Linked DNA regions of Hordeum vulgare: region 1 is linked to region 2. The links are chromatin contacts, called in public Hi-C maps. All regions are on one chromosome and are shown on one strand. The core of a region is the stretch at or near the end of the contact, and the rest is flanking DNA. Distances in the headings are between cores, read along the strand shown.

The links. Hi-C and Micro-C count contacts between places; a contact is called where the count stands out from the background.
Region 1: a contact with region 2 is called in a Hi-C map of seedling, with 3 times the contacts expected there. The contact joins two enhancer-like sites. A contact is called at or near these places in 2 of 6 Hi-C or Micro-C datasets (leaf and seedling).

Annotation. Positions count from the first base shown.
Region 1 is chr3H:45,454,901-45,459,145 of MorexV3_pseudomolecules_assembly, reverse strand. No RefSeq gene overlaps it. Among protein-coding and RNA genes, the nearest start is that of LOC123442899, 110 kb to the right of the region's middle. Within about 2 kb of position 1,930, at least 3 of the 3 cell types and tissues checked have open chromatin away from gene starts, as enhancers often do. A contact at or near this core is called in leaf and seedling, where this site is marked.
Region 2 is chr3H:45,140,301-45,144,355 of MorexV3_pseudomolecules_assembly, reverse strand. No RefSeq gene overlaps it. Among protein-coding and RNA genes, the nearest start is that of LOC123442898, 82 kb to the right of the region's middle. Within about 2 kb of position 1,800, at least 3 of the 3 cell types and tissues checked have open chromatin away from gene starts, as enhancers often do. A contact at or near this core is called in leaf and seedling, where this site is marked.

The DNA.
Region 1 (4,245 bases), core at 681-3,180, 310 kb before region 2:
GGTTCTATCAGGGTTTTTCCTTTCCTTTTCTTTTTCCTTTTTATGGTGTTTATGGTTTCTTCTCCAGTTTTTTGCTTCTTTTTTCCTGTTTTTACCGGTCTCCTTTGTTTCTTTTCCTGGTTTCACAGTTTATTTTCTAACTGATTTGTTTATTATTATTGGATTTTCTTTGTTTATCTTTGGTTTTCACTTTTTCTATTCGTTTATATTCTTTTTTTGGTTTTCATTGTTTCTAGTTTTATTTTCTTTATTTTCCTTTGTTTCCTGGTGATTTTTTGTTGTTTTCACTGTTTTTTCATTGGGTTCCTTCGGTTTTATTTTCCATACCATTTTTCTTTGTTTTTTCTCTGTTTTGTTCAGTTTCCTTTTCTGGTTGTTTTTCTTATTTTCTTTATTTTTTCTCAATTTTTATCCGTTAGTTCTTTGTTCAACACATGTCTACTTCTCTTAGTATAGAATGTACGTTTTTAACATACACGTGAAACATTTTTGTTGACACATGTTAAACATTTTTCAAATATATGATATAAATTATCTTTTTTAAATATTGGTTTTGAATTTTTTTAAAATATTTAACAATTATTTTTTCACACACAATGATCAAATTTCATTTACACTAGGAACATTTTTATTACTTGTTTGTCATTTCTAAATTACAAATTAACTGTTTATAAATATATATATTTTGAAGACCTTTTAATTCAATATAAATTGTACATTTTAATTATGCTTCCATTTTTCCTAGACATTTAACATTTTATTAATCATTTAACATTTCTTCATACACATGCACATTTTTTGTATATTGTTTTCGTAGATATGAGAAATATTTTTCCTATAACATTTTTAGAAAGAACTAATTCTTGATTATTTTTTTGAAAATATTTGGTAAAAAAAATTTAAATTATTTATTCACGTTTTTAATACGTTATCAACTTTTTTATACCCACTCTATAATCTTGTATACGTTTTCCTATGCATGGGAAATAGTTTTCTACGCACATTTGACATTATTAACATTTTTATATTCTTTGATGTGAAGTGTCTTGTATAATATATATTTAAAATGTGTGGAAGTACAAAACAATTGAAAAAACTAAAGAAAAAAAAACCGAAAAACGATTTACAAAAAATACATTTGGAAAGAAAACCAAAAATCGATATGTGCTGGGCTGGCCCATTATTATGTTCACCTAGGCGAGGCTGCCCTATGTGAGTAAAGCAAGCACTAGGCTTTGTTCCTTTGTTTTTCTAGAAACTGATATTTCAATTTTTTTGTTTCAGTATTACGGTTTTTCCACTAGATACATGTGATTTTAGCATTTTTTTTCCACGTTTTGTCTAGTTTTACCGTATCTAGTTCGGTTTTCGTTCAGTTTTACAAAAAAAAAATCTAAGTTTATCAATTTTTTATTTTTTTATTTAATTATAATTTCTTTTTTTCTTTTCCTCCTCTCTTCTTTTCTGTATTCATTATTTTTTATACTCTCCCGTTTTCTCTTCCTTTCCCCAATCCTTTGCAAATTTTATTTTTCTGGGTCCTGTAAATCTTGGACGCGCTGGTTTCCGGACTATAAATTTAGGGCGTCGGATTATGCACCCTACATACGACCCTAGGCCTCGCCGGTAAACAATGGAGGCCAGATGCCGACGGAAAACGACGGTGGCCAGGGCCGCTGACCACAGTGGGCAGAGCAGTGCCAGCGCAGGGGCGGTCGAAACCAACGATGCAAGCCGCGCCAAATAAGAGTACGGAATGGATGGGATTGGGAATGGCTCCTCACCGCGATGCAATTTGCTCACGAAGTCACGAGCTGTGGTCAGGGAAATGGTACGAATTATTGGGAGCAGCCCACGTCCTCGGCTCCTCGCTGTTGGGCCACCTGGGCGCATCAGTGCATGCATGTCGGCGTCGTCAAGCCCGCCCTAGCCACAGCCACAACCACAAACCGCCGGACGGCGCCACGACGCCATGGCACCGGGCAGCTGGGAGCACAGGGGCACTAGTCTTCGCATGATTGGGCGCTTTTGACGCGCTCACCGTGCACCCCACGTACCTCGTCGGAAAACGACGGTGGCCACGCCCCAACGGCTGTGCCGACCACAGCGGCACCGGCCGAACCAAACGAACGACGCAACGCCTGCGCCAAACAAAAGTACGGCGCGGATGACAACCGCTACTTACCCATACATGTCGCTAATCCATCCGTTTGGCCGGTTCCAGTGTCCATCCACAACCCGTACCAGGAATCATGAGTTTGCAGTGGCTCCCTGACGCTGGAATTCAGCGGGTAACGCCAAATGTGCGACTAGTACAAACGTAACGCCGCTCCACCTCGATCGATCATGTATTCATGTGTGCCGCGCCCAATGTATCCCGGGGGAGACATCATCACACCGCGATAGCGGCTGGCCACCAACCAGTATTCGCTTTTCCTCCCTCCCGTGGTGGAGTCGACTGATTAGTGATGGGGTTTTGTCTCTAACAACGATGCTTCGGGCTCTTGACCAGACTACTAAGCAGGCCAGTTTTATGCATCAGTGATTAATATAGGTATTAGCATTCACAAGGTTACGTGAGTCCACCGACGCGCTTTCCTTGCTCGTTGTTGCATTTCTGCTCGCTACGCAGTCACACATATTTACTACTGATAATTAAAGAGTAAAACATCATCGTTCAATACATTGCAAACACACATCGGAATGGTAAAAGTCGCCATCAGGGATAAAAGAGAACTTTCGCCATCGGACAAGGAGTATTTGATCGCAAGCTCACGTGCTTCCTGATGAACAGTAAAGTCTAAAAATTGGTAAAAAAATAAAAAAAAGTCTGATTTTGTTTTGTGATAAACATTGATGAAACTTCTAACTACCTGAAATTTTTTTTGATGAAATGACATTCATATAGGACCGGGCAAAAAAACAAAATCGATGTTTCAAAAACACTATTGTTGGAAGCATTTTGAAGCATCGATTTTGTTTTTTTATTGGCCAGACCACCACGAATGTTATTTCATCACGAAAATTTGCAGAATACTGAAACATTAATCAATGTTTATCACTAAAAAAAGTCAAAAAAATGTGATCTCTTTTACTATTTTTAAAATTTTACTGTTTATTATGGAGCATATGAGCTTGGGATAAAAAAACTTCGCCATCTACGTGTAACATGGAATTATGCCTATACATAAAACATGCAGACCGGTTTGAATGTACCTTGTGCTACCATCTTTTATTTGTTGCATCTAAACGCCATATACGCCCGTACAACCGCACGTTAAGTAAGGAGCATGTGGGGACCCTGACTCATAACTTGAAGTTACCGAATGCATGTGTAAAGTGATCTCGGTATCAATGCTCGTATAAACTGAATAACAAGAGACTTATATCCATTACATATCCTCTTACACAAATTATGACCATTATGGTCTCTTACATAGGTAGGGCCATGAAGGCCAAACATCAAACATAAACTGGCAATGGTAATCTCCAATGATAGCGTGAACCCATGATATCTGCCTTAATCCTACACACATCTCACTAGAAAGCGTCCTAATTCGCATGATCGTCACGGAGGTGTTCTTGATCATAGACCTGCTCTTCCATGCCTCGTCAATAAAATAGCTAGGGACAAGCTAGTGAGTACTTTGAAATGTACTCGCAAGCAACCCATGTTTCTAATAGAGTAAACATTGCATGGTATAACACTAAGTATGTACTTTTGCGAAAGCTAGTTTTGAATGCAATGTCATGACCTATCAAGAGTAAACACGCATCTTGACGTTACAAATATCAATATGAACAGAGTTGGAGCAACTCAAGTTTAGTCATCTTCTCAAGTCACCCGACTTAGCTCAAGTATCTCTTTTGTCACACACACACCAAGTTTGTAAAACTTTGGACATAGTTTAAGAAGCACCATCCAACTATTCTTGATCGTGGACACAACTATTCAAATAGTTTGACACTCTGCACAGGTTGCACACTTTACCTATAAAACTCAGGGAACTTTCGTATCAAGCCACGACTCGCGGTATGTTACATACCCGAGGTAGGCACCTGGACAATACATTTCCCGTGACGATACTAAACAAATAGTCCCCTTATTCGTACACAACCCTCATGATGTACATAACAAATATCATCCATGAGAGGACACAACGGTGTGCCTGGTGTTTGTGAAAACAGCAATAGTCGTCCATCCAGGCACGACCCCGTATCGAGAGAATGACTCGGCTCTCTCGC
Region 2 (4,055 bases), core at 551-3,050:
TCGGTCATGCCTTTCAGGGATTAGCACACCGATTGCGAAGTTTTCTTTCAGTGTTCTAAACAGGCATGCAGCTAGCTCCCCTTGCTACTAGACTTCTCTCTAAACTCTCTTCAAAAGCAGGCTTGGAAAGAAGAAGAAAGCGGGTTGATAAGTCATTTGGAAGTTTTGCAAGGTGCTTAGGGCCCAAGGTTTGACCACCGGTTCCTTTCTTCTCCGCAGCCGATAAAGATGAGCAAACCGCAGCGGCTTTCTATAATGCCTAGGGTTTCGTTGCCCCTCACATGGCCCTCCTCAACTTGACAGCGCCATGCGTACGGTATACTCGTAATGTTAAGCGACGAACGCTCCGAACAAAAGCAACGCATCAACAGCCATTGCATTATTTAGTGTCTACCGGGAATAGAAACCACGCATTCCCCTGTCCGCTGGTTTGCTTCCGCTCCGGGATCCTGAGGCGGCAGCACGTGTGCACGGCATGCTAGCAGGCATCTCAAACCAAGTACAGTGACTAGATTCTGCCTTATCCTCCCTCATATGATATGGTGGCCTAACCCTAACTACCGAAATATCTTAATATGGTCTATGCTTGCAAGCTCATAAAGAAGACGCCAAGTGTGCTATCTTGCTAGGTTGTCGACCCCTATGATTCTTGGATGATACGATGCTCCATCTCATCTCATGCACGCATTGTTACGGCAAGCAAAGCTAATTAATAAAGCTCCATTTCTGGTGCCAATAGGCTGCTGATGCAAAGTGGAGCGATATATATTCTGTAATTTCTGCTGGAGTAGCCTCGTCTTTTCACGCAGGTCCAGTTGTTTTATGGCATATCTTGGCAAGTTGCGATGATGTCTGCTTTCTCCACTAAGAAGACAGTAGACAAGAGAAGAACAAGCGCCCCGATTTGCGCGGAAAGAAGAAGATATCTATGACAAAGTAACCGAAGCACGTACTAAAACAGCGCTGCATAGTTAATCATCGATGCTGCACGTCAAGATCAAATCCAAGCACGCGAAGTCCAAGCCCGTGCCCAATGGCTGCTGACCTTCGTGCATGCATGGACCCAATTATATGGAAGAGGCGATGATGTATATGGCTAGGGCTAGCCCAGTCGCGAGACTTAATTTGCGGATCAAGTAACAGCGACATGCTGACGATTAAATTGGCAAGCCCTGCTATGCTAAGCCGGGATGGATAAGAAGGCGGTCGTTGTTCACTACACGGTTAGGCCAGCTGTGTTTTTCGGTCTAGTTGCTGCGGAGAAACCAGACAGGCAGACACAACGTCAACTATGCCGGAGTAGTAGAATACCATGGGGGCACTCAACAAGTGACAGGATATGGACGCAGACAGTGATTTGGAAATACTTGTGCCGTGCCGGCTGGTCACTATCATTCACTATAGCTAAGGTTCTTCGACGGTAGTGTATGTACTCTTGTAGGTGGCTGACTTTTCCGTTAAGACTCCCACGGACAGGGTGCGTACGTAGTTAAGGTCAACAAGGCAAGGAAAGCACACAACGACTAAGCTTGTCGCCTAACTAGGGCTAGCGGTTTTTGCTTCACTCCGTTGGGGTGCACATGTACTTGAACAACTTACATTTGGACCAGGCAAAACAAATACAATCTACCTGCTCCTGAGCTGCGGGTTAGCCAAGATGCCAAGACCCCGGATGGTGATTGTTAAAAGGAAATTAGTTGGTGGCTTGACACTGTGACGCAGCACCATCTGAATATCTGATCGATCAGCCCTGGAAGAAATCCACCGTGTGTCCGTGGCAGCCTCGGTTGGCAACGGGATGCCGTTGAGGCTATGCATGTTCGCATGTGACAAGCGAATCCCACCTACCAAACCGATGGCTATGCACGAGCACCCGATGCCAACGTGGCGCCCCTGGAGCATCTGTTCCGGATAAGATCCATGGCGAGAAAAGCGTGCGTGCGTGTGTGCTTATATTAGCCTAATCAGTTCTTACCAGTACCGGCGATACGCCATAAAGCGCATCATTAGGGACCGCATTATGGATTGTAACCCAAGCAAAGCTGCCGGCCAGCGCGCTCAAGCCTCAACCTCACGAGACCGACCCGTACCTGCTTTTCTGGACCCCAAAAAAGAAGGAAAAGGTTACTGTACGTGATAGCTTAATCCCGTTAGCCAAAGCAGCTATAGGTAGATATGGATGGACGGATAAGAAAGCGTCGTCACCTACCTAGCTGCAGATGGAATGTCGATGGATGCCCGCTTTTAATTTCTTGCAAATCGCAAGCTCCGCAAATGGCTTTTGCTCGTGGCCGAGACACGACCCGACCCGTCCCGACTATTCTATCGGCCAGTCCCTGCGCACGTCGCTCTCTCCGGCCGGATAAAGTATTGCCGGCGAGGACGAGCCGGTTTTACTACTTGAGGCGTAGTACAGTGGAGGCCCAAGATTCGAGGAGGGGTTAGCCACCACGTAATGGCCGCCATGGCGGTGACTCGGCAGGTTTAGCGAGAGCGTAAAGCGACGGGTCGTACGTACGTGCCGCGGGCCGGGGATCACTCCACATGCGCCCCCCGCGCCCATGCATGTGCGGGCCGGCACACGTCGCAGGGGTTCCAGACGACGCCGCGTACGTGTGCCGCTCGCGCAGCGGCGCGCGGCGTCGCCCCGGGGCTGCATGCACGGAGCGCGCGCTTGTCGGGAAAGGCGCCGTGGCACGTGAAAAGGTGGGGAGGAAACGTGCGGCGGTCGGGGACACGTACGTACGTACGTCGCGGTGCTCCGGCGAGAGAACAGTTGGTGCGAACATGCTTTGGATCGACCGACGGGAGGGAGGGATTCACGTCCGTATGGCCTATGGGGCCTGTGGTGGACAGGTGGACGGGTGCGGTTCTATCTTGTCTGTCGCCGTGTCACGGCGGTGCGCGACCCGCTCCCCTGCTGGAGACATGTGCAAATGGGGTAAAAACTTGGTGCAGCGTCCGGCCTGTTAAGGGATCACACGTACGGCCGCCAGCAGTGGTGTGTGCCAGCGCAGGCCAGCGGTGCGTGCATGACTATTGTTGATGGCTGGCTCTGAGGACAACTCCAACGCATACTGAAGTGACATCTGTTTTATCCGGATTTTGTCCGTTTTAACATAATAATAAGGTTTGTTTACCGGTTTACGTCGGCCGGACGTTCATCGCGGCCGCATCTTTTGTTCCATCTCATCCGTCGAAGAACAAGTATAATAATCAAGCATAGCAAAAATAATTCAAATCAAATGTAACTAATAGTTTAATATTCAAAATAATATTTTATTACAATTCAATTAAAATTTAAAAATATCAAATAGTCTTACAAAACCACACAAAGTTTTTGCACACGAAAAAAGATTAAACCGATAAATCTACTGATTGCAAATTTGATCCCACATGTACTCAATCAAGTCATCTTGCACCTATGTATGAGTGTTTCGATCACGCATCTCACGATGAAACCGAACAAACTATTCAAAGGTTCCAGGAGGTGGGTGCTCATGCTCAACATTCTGACGCTGTAAATCAAACCTTTGGTCGTAGATGCTTCCATCATGCTCATCCTCAACAGTCATGTTGTGCATGATCACATAAGAAATCATCACCTCCCAAAGCTTCTGAGTGCTCCATGTCAATGCAGGGTTTCGAACGATACCCCATCAAAACTGAAGCACACCAAATGCACGCTCCACATCTTTCCTAACACTTTCCTGCATTTGGGCAAACCTCTCTCTCGTTTCTCCTTGCGGATTGGGTATGGTCTTCACATGACTAGACCACTCATGATAGATACCATCAGCTAGGTAATATCACATGTTGTAATGATGGCCATTGATCTTAAAGTTGACCTCCGGACAGTGGCCTTCTACTAGCCTTGCAAACACTGGAGAATGCTGAAGAACGATAATATCATTGTAAGAACTAGCCATGTCGAAGAAAGAATGTCATATCCACAGATCTTGTGAAGAGAGAGCTTCAAGTATGTCAGTGGCACCTTTCACATGTCCCTTGTACTACCCGTGTCAAGCAAATGGTCAGTTCTTCCGCTTCGAGTG